2 separate regions of the Gossypium hirsutum genome follow, and region 1 is linked to region 2. A link is a contact called in public Hi-C data. All regions are on one chromosome and are shown on one strand. The core of a region is the stretch at or near the end of the contact, and the rest is flanking DNA. Distances in the headings are between cores, read along the strand shown. Region 1 holds the start of LOC107901647. Region 2 holds the start of LOC107901650 (ER membrane protein complex subunit 4).

The links. A called contact is a pair of places that touch in the nucleus more often than the background predicts.
Region 1: a Hi-C map of hypocotyl shows a contact between it and region 2, with 3 times the contacts expected there. The contact joins the promoter of LOC107901647 here to the promoter of LOC107901650 in region 2. A contact is called at or near these places in 4 of 34 Hi-C or Micro-C datasets (hypocotyl, leaf and petal).

What each region holds. Positions count from the first base shown.
Region 1 is chrD06:25,709,764-25,716,771 of Gossypium_hirsutum_v2.1, reverse strand. LOC107901647 reads right to left here and starts at 3,455. Exons shown (of 14, transcript XM_016827722.2): 1 at 2,792-3,455; 2 at 2,366-2,468; 3 at 2,002-2,248; 4 at 1,679-1,720; 5 at 611-682; 6 at 347-482; 7 at 14-171. The coding sequence starts at 2,849.
Region 2 is chrD06:25,544,628-25,551,322 of Gossypium_hirsutum_v2.1, reverse strand. LOC107901650 (ER membrane protein complex subunit 4) reads right to left here and starts at 3,962. Exons shown (of 6, transcript XM_016827727.2): 1 at 3,646-3,962; 2 at 3,493-3,549; 3 at 2,660-2,813; 4 at 2,135-2,232; 5 at 1,970-2,035; 6 at 1,227-1,569. The coding sequence starts at 3,774. The coding sequence ends at 1,534.

The DNA of each region.
Region 1 (7,008 bases), core at 2,206-4,705, 170 kb before region 2:
GAGGAAGACTCACCATTTCATTCACAGCTACTAAAAGATCTTTGCGAGCTTTTGCAAATCGCTTTATTTGGCCACCAATCATATGGAATAACAATGCATCAAGGGTCAACATTAGTGACATACCAGGCCTCTGTACTTTAACAGCTACAAGTTCTCCAGAATGAAGGCGAGCTGCAATACTTAAAGCCATGAAAGCAAACATTTAGCTTCATATATTCTCATAAATATAGATCTTCAACAGATAATATATCAAAAGTTGGAATGTCTGTAACATGAGACAATGATACAGAAAGGAGCAAAAAAGGAATTATATATTGTTTTCCTTTCACAGAAATGGTGGTCTGACCTTTATACACTTGTCCTAAAGATGCTGCTGCAATAGGCTCTGGGCTAATATCAGCAAAAATTTCAGAAATTGGAATACCCAATTCCATTTCAATAGATTTTTTTGCAATACGAGTCGGGAATGGGGGAATTTGATCCTGGCATTAATAGAAAAGGTGCAAATCAGAAAGAAAACAAATGGACAAAGATAAACATGAATAATTCATAAATCTCAACAATTTAACCCATAGCTGTATACGTATGGTTGAGGAAAGGGGCTGTATACCTGTAACTTAGCAAGCTCTTGGCAATAGACAGGTGGCAATATATCTGCTCTTGTGCTCAAAGCCTGTCCAAGCTGCATACCCAAATAAAAGTAGACCAAAGTTATAAGTTTTGTCCAGGAGGATTAAGAGAAATAAATGGGTTAAGACATTTTATTTTATTTTATTTTTCTACTTGCTTTTATCTCTAGAAATTAAACGCAAAAGGTTTGTTTGATACAAAAGCAAACAATAAAACAAATATAAGCTTGCATGTCTATAGCCTACGTCAATGAGCAACCATCAAGTCTTCAAACTCCTTATCAAAAGTTAACATCAATACTTGAATTTCAGACCCATAATAGATCTCCACACATTGGTTCCAATTAAACGAAAAGCAGAACAGAACAGTAAAGTTTGCAAAATTTTGTAATGATTAAATTCTGCTATTAGTCCTTGTACTTTGCAAAAGTTGTGGATTTAGTCCCTGTACTTTAATTTGATTAATTATAGTCCTTGCACTTTTTGAATTGGTCAATTTTAGTCCATGTACTTTTTGAATTTTGAAAATTTAGTCCTGACCCAATCAATAGCAGTTCAAACTGTTTGGTTAAATTTAATTAATAGTCCAGTACTATGCATATAATAGTAGATTTAGTCCATATTCTCCAATTGGATCAAATTCTATAGTTTTCGAATTTTGAAATTTTAGCCTTGATGCAAATGACAATCGTTAACCATTAACTGAATTTTTAATGCATAATATGTGGAAATAACAAGCTGATATGACATTCACATATGATACCATGTTTGATGCATCAAATTTTGGAAATAGTAGAACTTAATGAATTTAACAGTTACCGTTTGGTGATGAGTTAAATTTTAAAATTTGAAAAGGATTGAAAATGACCATATTAAAGTATAGGGACTAAATCCAGAACTTTCACAAAGTACAGGGACTAATAATAGAATTTAACTTTCTGTAAAACTCTGGTAAAGGGAAACTAGAATAAACAAAGCCCAATAAGAAACTTAATGGAACAGTTCGGAATAAATAAAGAGTACGATAAAGCAAAGATAAAGGAACTTACCTTAACATAGAAAGGACCCAAGCGGATTAACATCTCACGAAACTGAAAGAATGTAAAAAATACAATAAGCTTGTTGTAACCAAAAAAAAAGAAAAAAAAAAGAGGAAATAGGAAATTATGATAGTTTCAGCAAAACCATTGGCCAAATAACATGAAATTGCAACACGAAAGCAAGCAAACTTCTAGTACAAAGTCAGCCAGATTATGCTAAGGTTTCGATGTTTTACTCTGCTCTCATATTGGATGAATATAGCATGCAAGAATAATAGAACCAATTCAAGTTATTAAACAGAACATGTTTAAGAATAAAATTCATATAATACCTTCACAGCACGCTCTTTTATGTCTCGAAAAAAGAATTGCCAAATGGTCAACTTCAATACATGAAATGAAATGATAGCTGCTCTATACAAAGCCAGAAATGGGCCAAATCGGTATACAGCAGAAACACTTGTTGAGCTGTGCGTCCCAACAGTATGCCCAAATTCACTTTCCAATGATTCTTTCCTCAGCTTAGCATACTCTGCAGAAGGCCTCTCACCGTGCACACTGGCAAAACCTGTTGAAAACCTGCACAAAAAAGGTAAAAAAAACAAATGTTAGAGACACTCCACATTCACCAGACCAATTTATTACATAACCCAATTCCAAGCAGCAAAATTTAGTGGTAAATATGAATGCACTTACAGATGTTGTTGCAACAAGTATAATCGATGCCTGGTATCCATCTGAACTTCCGGAGAAACAGAATAACGCAGCATAGTTCCAACATGTCTATTATGGTTTACAGCTGCAAGCAGTATAAGTAATCAACTAATATAAAAAGTAACATCCACATATACTCAAGGTCGTAAGAACATTACTAAATGAACAACCGAAGGTAAAACAAATATGACCAACAAAATATTACTTCCGGGAAGTTCCAGAAATGCCCAACTCGGTGCTATAAAAGTGCTTCACAATCCTAAAACTTAAATTATCAGGATAATACTAGCATCGAAGAAAATTAAGCACAGTGCAGCAATAGGAAATCAAAGAACAATTGATATTAATGTTGATAGAATAATAAGCGGGGACGGAAAAGGAAAGACTAATAGAAAGGAAGAATGATACCAGTGGAGAGCAATGTGAGACGGCGATGACGGTTGAGAGTAGCGAAGACATTCCTCATTGAGCGAACGGTACAAAGGAAAGCGAAAGAAGTCGAGCACCTACCTAAGATTTGAGTCGTGCTCACAACTTGTTTGTGAAAATGCGTCTTTGAACGAAGCTTGTGATTGGGACCAGGTTACGAAACTTTTTCTATATTTTTTTCTTCCGATTGTAGAAATGTTGCCACGTTATATGTCTACATGAAGCAGCTACCATTAACCAACCGCCAACCGCCTTATACGTATTATTTGTTAAATAGAGAAAAAATTTGAATGTTAAACTATTCTCTACGTACCTAAATATTTTCTATATTTAAAAGTTAAAATATTTAATTTTTCAAATTTAAAATTTTAAAAATTTGCATCTAATTATTATCATCATTAAAAAAATTTATTAAATCTTTTGGTATAAGTTTTTGAAATTAAAATAGTTTATTTGGTAGTTATATAATAATAGAAATAAAGTTGAAAATATTAATTAAGGTTTAAAAAAAATACTCATTCAAACTTGTCATGATAAAATAATTTTTTTATATCAATAATTAAAAATATTAACTATTTAGATTTACTAATGATATTATAAAAGAAGATTGATCAAATTATGTCAAAACTAAAATATATTGATTACATCTCAAATTTCAACCTAAAGGCCAAATTTGAAATTTGATCATCTGTCTTATAATGTAAAAAGTAAAATAAAGAAAAAAGAAAAAAAAAGCAGCACAAACTTAAAAGAAAAAAGCCACATGTTAGTCTCGAAAAGTTCTCAAGGCATTTAAATTGTGTATAACTATGTAATATTTTAATCAAAAAGTTTACAATATTAACTATTTGGACTAATTAATAACATTATAAGAATATAAATACCCAATTATGTTAGAAATTAAAGCATAGAGATTAAATCTCAAAACTAAACATAATAGAAGAATTAAGAATAAAAGTTAACAATATTTCTAAAATGTAAAAAAGAAAAGAAGGGAAAAGAAAAGCATCCGACATGTCATCTTTGGACCTTCCTTTTATATAGTTGATAGATATTAGACACCTCCACTCTAGCCTCCAACTTCAAATTTCAATCCGATCCAATTGAACTTCAGTTCAATCAAATCCAATTTAACCATAAAAAGAATCGACAATCTGAATGAGCTCACATAATTTGTAATGACTCGAATTCAAAAAGAGTCTAACACAAAGTAATTTGATATGCAATGAGCTTAGCACGAATTTGTATTCAAATCAACAGTAATTTTGGAAAAGAAACCCTCATAATTAGAGGTATTCATGAGCAAAGCTAGATTAGGTTTAAGTCGAGTTTAAGTATAACATTAACACACTTTATATTTATTCAAGTCTAGTTCGACCTAAAATATGAGTTTAAAATTTTACCTAAACTTGCCCATACTTGTAAATGGTTAATCTAAGCCGATTTTAACCCGCTCATATCATATTAAATTTTTGACAAATATTTATATTACTTATAATTCAAGTTTAATAAATTTATATATTTTCTCATTTATTGAAATTCTATACCTAGTCAACTTAATTTTTTTAATGTTTACATTATCGTTTATATATTATTATAGATTTAATTTTTTTATGTGTTCTAAATTACATAACATATTACAACATAAACCATCGAAGGGATCTACTGTCACCACCACGAACTTTCGCTGCCGCCACAGTTGACGTCGTTGTCATCTTCAGACCGCCGCTGACCACTATGGACTATCATTGAGTTGCCTCTGGCCACTATCGGGCACCATCGAACTGTGGTCGGGTCACCACCAACCACCGTCAGCCATCACCAACTACTGTAAGGCCATCGCCGTCAACGACCACCGTCAGTCTTTTGCCAGTTGGTTGGGTTGGGTTTGTGTCGTCTTAATCAATCTTGGATGCATCCTGGTTCTCCGAGTTTTGCCAAAAAAATTGGTTACATAAGACTTATGTTCATTTTCGACTCACGTGAATTATTCTAAAAATTAAATAAAACCTACATGGAGATGATAGTCCACGATCTAATTACATATCCCAAAAATTATTAAAATAATAATTACAACCACTTTAATTTATAGGAATCACAATTTTGGCAAAATTATTTTATCATATAAATAATAAAATAATATAAAACATTCATTCATAAATGTAACGCAAAACATGCTAATAATTATAAGAATGTCACATCTTATAAAAAATTAACCAAACATGAAGATGAGAGAAAATTTTGGTATCAATTTATACTACAAACATAGCACAACCTGGCTTTGATACCGATTGTTGGAAAAATCCGATTTAATAAATGGTTTTGTGTCACAGCAAAAAACTAAAATTTTAAAAATCAAGCTGGTTTGTGGTATTTGTAACAATAAGCTTTTCCTGAAAAGTACAAGTGCTTTGTGCTAGACAGATCCTTTCCATTTTCGGCTTTCAACCGAATGGTCTTCTCCGCTATTCTTGTACCATGAATCGCTTCAAGTGTGGGCTCAAACAATCACGAACCAAACATAGAATCATAAATAATTTTCTTCCTTTCAGTAAGAAAGTTAATCTCTCTCTATAAAAACCAACAGAATTATTATTCTCGAAAAATAAAATTTTTACTTAGAAATAATTTCTCACTTTCAGGCAAAATAACAATATCTCAAAGTTGTATATGACTTGTGTATATAGCCTTACCGGTGTTATCTATTTATAGGGAGAAATAGAAAAATCCTAGTTGAATTAGTAAAATACATATAATACTTATCTGATAGAAAAACTAGTCCCCTAATTTTACTAGGAGAGAGGTGATAAGTGCTAAAAGCAACATGTTTTAACCTCATTCTTAACGCATTTTTGGGTGATTATCTGATGTTAATTGTGAATTTTATACTCCTAATCCTTTAAATTCATGTTTTAGTGCTTAATATAACATTTGGGAGCAAAAGGAGCAAAAAACGAGCAAAAACCAGAGCGTCGGAACAAGTTGAAGGAGTCACACGGGCTACACCTTTTCACACGGCCAAACCACACGGCAGTGTCAATTTAACGAGATTGTGTAGTGAACAGCAGAAAGTTGTGATTTTTAGGTTTTTCGAGCATTCTAAGACATATATATGACAAAAATAAAAAGATAGGAGGGAGCCGCCAGAGAATACTCAAGAAAACAACTTGAAAAACACCATTGAAGTCAACTTTGAAACATATTTCTGTGAAGATTGAAGATTCCCAGTTGATTTCTTAGGAAGTTGTCATGAGTTTCTTTATTTCTTTCGGTTATACTGTATCTTGGATGTTTTTATTTTCAAACATGAACTAATTTTCTAAATACCTAGGGGAGATGAACCCTATGATGGATTCTGTCATTTGTTTTTATTTTATGTAATAAATACCTAATTTCTTATTCTCAATTATATGTGCTTAATTCTTGGTGTGATATTTCTAGATTATTGATCCATGTTCGATATGCTTAAATCGGTGGTTGAGTAGACCCTGTTTAAGATTAGATCTTGCATAATTGAATGGAGTTGTATGCAATCCTAGAAATAGGACGACATAAATCTATTGGATTAGTGTCAAATCTAATAGGGGAATCCATAGCATGAGTTAATGCGATAATACGGGTTTTAATTTTAAAGAAATTTCAATTAATCAACCTAGATTCAATTGCTCTTATGCTTAAAAGAGATATTAGCATAATTTAGAGATTTCTACGGATCAAGTTGCCAAGTAAAGAAATTGCGTAATTTAGATTGATAGTGACAAATGAATCTGGGTGGATTCTTTCCTAAATATTGTTTCGTTTCTTGGTTGTTATTCAATTATTTTCGTGTTTTGTTTTCTGTCGCATTCATTAGTTAATTAAATAGTTAATTTTAGTTTTAATCGATCATTTGAATTATTCGGTTAAATAATAAAAATACAATAATTACTAGTACTGGTAGTCCTCGTGGGAACAATATCTTTGCTTACCGTAACTATACTACCAATTGATAAGTGCACTTTCCGTACTCAAAATTTTAGTTAGTTTCATGACCATCAAGAGGGAGTAGTATTGAGCCTCTCATGTATTGGGACCAATTATATGTGCTTCCTAGACTTTTAACTCAGTACTTTATAATTTAATCCAACCAATACATGTTTTTCTATTTCCCAAAATAAATGTTATTTATTAAATCAATTTAAATTAATTAATTTTCT
Region 2 (6,695 bases), core at 2,713-5,212:
TTTTAATATTTACATTTTAAAATATTTAATTATATTTTTATAAAACATTTGTCCACTCTTATTAATATACCAAATATTATTTCATATACATAAAGAGTTGAAAATATTTAACAGATCTCTTTATTACAAGAGCTTTACTAAATTAGTATAACTATTATTAAATAAATTAATTTAATCGAGTTTTAGAAAAATGTCATTAAAGTTAATTATAATTTAAACTTTTATTACTCTATAAATGATATTTTATTTTGAGTTAAAAGTTGGAGATAGGAAGAAGTAGAAGCGTAGGTTGAATTCATGATATATAGTTGAAACCACTAATCAAATAATTGCAATTTAGATAATTTATAGGTTCCATGCCATTGGATTGGCTAATGAAATGCAAAGCAAAGACAAAAATATTGATTCTCATTATCTTTCAAACTTTATATCAAATTATAGGCTTAAGTGGTTCAGGCACATTCCCATCACCGGGAAATAATTGAAAAAACGAACAAATTTATTCAAACCATCAATTAGATTTTGATTTTTAGTCTATTTAATTCGGTGTAATTTTAACAATTACCTAATTATATTCAATTCAATTCAGTTCTCAATTATGATTATCTAAGTCGAATTTTATTTTTATTTAAATAAGCAAAAACAAAAACTTTGGAATATTATATGAAATATTTTCTCTTTATAAAAAAAAAATTTAGAACCAATCTAAATCGGTTAAATTTGATTCGGTTACCCTTGATTCACATTCCAATTTAAACCTTACATTTCTTTTTCATTGATAATATCATTCCATCATAGAATCCTCCAAGTCCACATAAGTTCCTCATGTTCTGACGAAAAAGAAAAACAGTTTGATTTGAAGTATTTGTCTATTTCTACTCGGTGTGAAACCGTGGCAGAATACGTTCAAGATTTCCGTCTCCAATCCTTCCCGGCTAAACCAAAATGTGAAAGCGTTGAATTTGCGAAGACTTGAATCCCTACATCATCCCAACTATAGAAACACTTGTGCTTTTAAGAATTATTTTTTCACCATAGTTTAGTCAAAAAGATAGCAATAAATTAATTTTAATTAGCAATAATTAATCACTACCATAACTTATTTTTAACACAAAAAATATTTTAATTTATTTTGAAAAAAATTTTACTCATCTTTCTGATTTCATATTTAAGTTTAAAATTGTACTAATTATTCTTTATTTTATGTCTAATTATTTTAGCACATGTATTAAATATTCTCTTTATTACATAGCATCAATTTTTTTAGCATAGTTTAAGATTTTAGCAAGTTTATATAAAAATACAACAAACCTCTACATCTCTTAATCATGCCATGCAACATTGCAGCTAACATGGTTCATCAAATTTTAAGAGGGAAGGGGGGGCGGGGGGAATGAAAATCTATAGTGGTCTTCCTCTTCTACATCTCCAAAAGACATAGGTATAAACATCCAAATTCTTTCTACCTATCTTTGCAACTTCCCCTCACTGGCACCAGAAATTTGTCTGAGAATCAGACGCACGAAGACGATATTACAGAGGAATACCCCCACCTGAATATTCAACCTCCTGCAAATTTGATCAATTTAAAGCTAGAGTTAGTAGAAGGCTCCATATAACACCATAGACAAAGGCAGAGCATTAGTTACTCTAAGTCTAACCATTTGATAACAATGACAGCCAAATATGTTTAACAAGTATGAATAAATTTGTTGAGACAATTCAAATAGATTTTAAATAGCCATTAGCAAGTAACTCCCTCCCCACTTTAAATCAAATCCACGACAAAATATTCCCAGAAAATATCAAACATCATCAGCCGTTACTTTTGATGTGACGTAGCTTTCACTAATCCTGCCTCCTCCCTTTAAATTTTCAGTTAAAAATTTAATTGCTGGATTTTGCCAAGTTCTTGGAACAAGATCTGAAAATTAAGTTTGCAAGAAGCAAAAAGGAAGAAGGGATAAACCTGAGCTGGGGACAAGGATGACACCCAGTCGGATGCATGTGTAGGAAGGAGTCCCAATGTATTAAGCTGCCAAAACATAAGAAACAAAGTAAGAAAATGCAAAGGGTTAGAAAACACAGGTTTTGAAAATTCCACTAAGAAGATGCAAAGGTAAATGCAGCTCACCTTCCAAACACCAAGTGCTAAACCACCCAAATTAAGAGCAATGAAAAGCAACTTAGGTCCAAGAAGATCTACTTTATTGTCTTTATACGGTTCAAAAACTGCAAAATCAAAATGAAATTTGGATGAATCAAACTAGAAATAGAAATTGCACAACCATAACATCTGAAGAACAGAAAATCTAGCCTTTCGTGGCACTTGGTGGGCTGGAGGTTGCTTGTGTATTGTATACACTTTACAAGAGGGAAATCAGCTACTATGTCTACCGATAAAAAGGAGAGATATAGCAGTAAACTGGATAGGTTTCTTCAGAATACTTAAGTGGCAATCATTAGTAACCTCGCGGTTATAAGGGTTTAACATTTCATTCTTGGATAGGATAACTTGCCCCTCTTAATCTTTCCTCTTATGACTGTTTCACTACTTTTATGAGTACAAGGTAGAACAAGTAATAAAGAACAAAGGGTAAAGACATCCCTAACTAACAATACAGCATAAGAGAAAAATAAAAATCATAGCTTAGCTTACCCTTCCCAACCCCTTGAAGAGCACTAATAGGTTGCCAAAGTGCTGAAAAAGTGATACCAATGCTGAAGAGATGCACTGTACTGCCAGCCATCCACATCATGAAGCCCATCATTAGCAAATTCTTGAAAGGTGCTTGTGCAACTTCCCATGCTTTCTGTTCAAAAGTAATAGAAATATAATCTTAAATCAGTTATATTTTTCCATATTGTGCCTCTGCTTTTACCTTGAAAACCTAATTGCAAAAAAGGAACTCTTACCTAAATGACCACCTAGACCAGTAAAAAACTTCATTGATATAGTTCAATGTTGCCATCAAATACTACGTCCATCTACTGAATCAATCAATCACTAGACCTCAACCATGCAACAAGAAAAGAAATCTCTGCTTCCCCTTTACCTTTTTCTTTTAAACACCAACTCAATGTACTATGAAACACCTACTGAACTTACAATTGATTTAAGGTCATAGTTATAGTAAACTAAGAACCTCGACAATCCATGCATCATTAAATAGCCAGTGGCTGCTGCTTTGCCACAATACAGACCTTAGTACGTAATTTCTAAATAGAAGTGGCACCAGACAAATGTTGTAAACATTTTCTCAGATGCTGGAACTCAATCCTATAGATCCATTAAATTTACTTAATGATGGTTTGTGACTACAGTTTTGCAGTTGAATTGATCCATAAGTTTTCATCACAAACACTTAAATCCCTAACAGTTGAATACTTCAAATCTTTAAGATGCAAAACGAAACCAACTCAAATCGTTAATTAAGCATCTCCTTACTGTTCTTCGATACTAAGTAAACTACAGAGAGAGAAAAAAAGTACCTGAGCTTTCCAATTGGCTTCAGCATCCTTCTTTTGGCGACTCACAGCCGAATCGTCCTGTCAAAAATACAAAGGTGAAGTTGAAACCCTATCATAATAACAAAATTGAAAGCGAGTTGTTCATTTGAGATGAGAAAAGGCAAAAAGGGGAACCTGATCGACGGAAGCACGAGTGAAGCCGGGGGGATCGGGGATGTCACGCGATGAAGGAGCGGTGGAATTATCAGAGAAATCGACGGCCCATCTTCGGCCGGCACCCATTACTCCTTTTCCCTTCTCCATTGTCCTTTTGCTTCTGATTAATTTCCTTTCACTAAAATATATTAGAGCTCTTCATGGATCCGATACCCATCTATATCCGAACATTCAAGGTGTAAGGTTACGATTGGATCGCTATAACGGAGTACGGTTCTAATTGAATATAGCAATAATATATTAGAGTTGCAATGAAATAAACCCCTAACCAATAATTCAATTATTTGGTTAAATAAAATGGAATAAAACTCTAATAATATTGTTGTGTTTGGTTGAATACAATAAATATTGTAATAATATAAGTAAACTGTCTTAAATGACCAAAGTACCCTTAACAAAATTTTTTTAGGTAGATCTGTTATTCTTATTAAATTTTAATAAAATTATTGTTAAATATATTTTATTAAAAATAATAATAAATAATTTAATCATATTTTAACATAATTATTAAATACAATTTAATAAAATAATATATAATTTAACAATATTCTTAATATAATTATTATATGAATTAAAAAAATCATAATATATAATATTATAAAAATAATATATAACCTACTTTATTATTTTTAAACTGCAATACATATTTAATTTGCTAAAATATCATTAGTGGAACAAATAATTTAATTATTCTACAATAAAAAACAAAATATTAGAAGTTATAAATAGCTTGAGAATTATATTTCACATCCAAACATAATATTCATATATTAACAAAAAGTTACATGATTTCATTAGCTTATATATCATAATCCATATGTTAAATTTTACAACATCAAAAAGTTACAACATTTTAATGACATTCTATCATGTCATTATACCATCCAAATATTACAAACACAAAAAGTTACCGAAATACCATCAACACAACCATGATTTTTAATGGTCAGCAAGAAATCTTTTGACCCATTCCAATCACACAGAAGAAGGTAAACTAAAGAAAATGAACATTTGCGTTGGATGGTCTGGAATTTTGCTCAACTTGCGATAGCGCTCATCCTCAGTTAAACCTTCTACTTCACTTAACGTTGGATATAATTTTAGAGCACTTTCTTGAATGGTCATTTTTTACTTTTGTTGAATTAGCACTTCGGAGGCAAAACTCCTACTGATTTCAAGGCCAATGGTTCATATGTTTTTCGCCAATAAAGTGGCAGCATCAGTAAATGAAGTAGAAGAAATATGATAACTTGCATTAAAAATCTTTTTTCTCTTCTTTGAAAATGTGGAATCACCTTGGTTTCTAGGTTGTTGCAGTTGTGTAGCTGAAAGATCCATGTCATCCAAAGAAACATTAGCTTCGCATCCATGGAAATCATTTCTTTCTTCATGAGTATTTGTAGTAGCTACATCCTCAATATCTATTTCTTCAATAATATCAGCGCCTGTTTGAGCATCTTTCCCAGTGGCTCGATCTTTTGCGTAGATGGCAGTAAATTTGTCATAATAAGGGAAACTACGATGTTTGAATTGACCGGCTTCTTAATGACTCTATAAAGAATGACGAATCCATATTAGATATAAGTTTGGTCAAAATAAGATAATAAAGACTTGAAATAATTCTTACATTTATATATGAATTCCACACAGCATATTCAGCAATAACAAGCTGCCTATGCTCGTCCCAACCAAAACCGCTATTGTTTTTTCCACTAAGCATGTCATAAATGATTGCCCAATCCCTTTTCAATGTCCTAATCCTCGATTCAAGATTAAGTTTAACCTTCAAAATAGCATGGGGTAAAACTTTTTCTAACATTTTTCCAGCTCATTTAAATAATCGGCTTTGAATCTCGTATTTGCATTAAAGGTTCCAACATTGTGCAAGTCAACCAAATAGGAAACCAACGAATCATCTTCTTCTGAAACCCATTTCCTTTTGGTTCTTCAAGAATTTTGAGAATAAACACTTGATTGTGAAAAACCTGACATAACTATCTTAAGAAAAACGCAAATTAAAATTAAGTTCAATATTATGAATCAAAAAGTCAACACTTTATAAAATTATAACACATGATGAATAAAAAGAAAATAAATTATAATTCAACAAGTCTTGTACAATGCAAAAAACAATTCAAACACCACCAAAGTTTCATAAACTAGATACATGAAATAACATAAACAAATTAACGTTTACTATTTTACCCTAAACCTAACTAATTTCTAGATGTTTGCCATTTATCAAACATTTGATTGGTTAGTTTCATCCTCCAAGTAGCCCATGCATCCGATGGATGAATATTTACGATATTCGGTTCATCGTCATTTATCATATTACTAGGTAATCTTTCTCCCAACTCCGCGTCAATAGGATCAAGACTTATATAGGTTTGAATAAAATTATGGAGAAAACAACATGCAATAATGATTCTATTGTGCACCCTCACAGGATAGAATGATGGACTTCTAAGTATTCCCCATCTAAGTTTTAATAACCCAAAGCATCTTTCAATAACATTACTCGCTGAAGCATGTTCAATATTGAAAAATTCTTCTGGAGTACTTGGCTAGTAACCTTAACGCTACTCATTCAAATGATATCTTTTTCCTCTAAAAGGCGCAAGAAATCCCTCACAATTTGTGTATGCAACATCAACTAGGTAATAACAACCTATAAAATAACTATTTATCATGGTTAATTTCCCCAAAAAGTATGATCTTAAAAATTAATTCAAATTCCTCTAATTTTGCACTTTACCATGAGGAACTTTTAGTCCATGTCTCCTACTAATAGCATCTTGAAAAACCCATCCATCAGTAACAGAACCTTCCTAACTAGGAAGAACATAAACAAAATGCATATCTGGTGTACAAACACCTAACATATTTGTTGAGATATCACATTTTCACATTCGATATCTACGTTTATCAATTGTTGAAACCCTAATCTTGATATGGGTTTCATCTAAAGCACTTAAGCAATCTACATCACATGTATAAAACCTCAG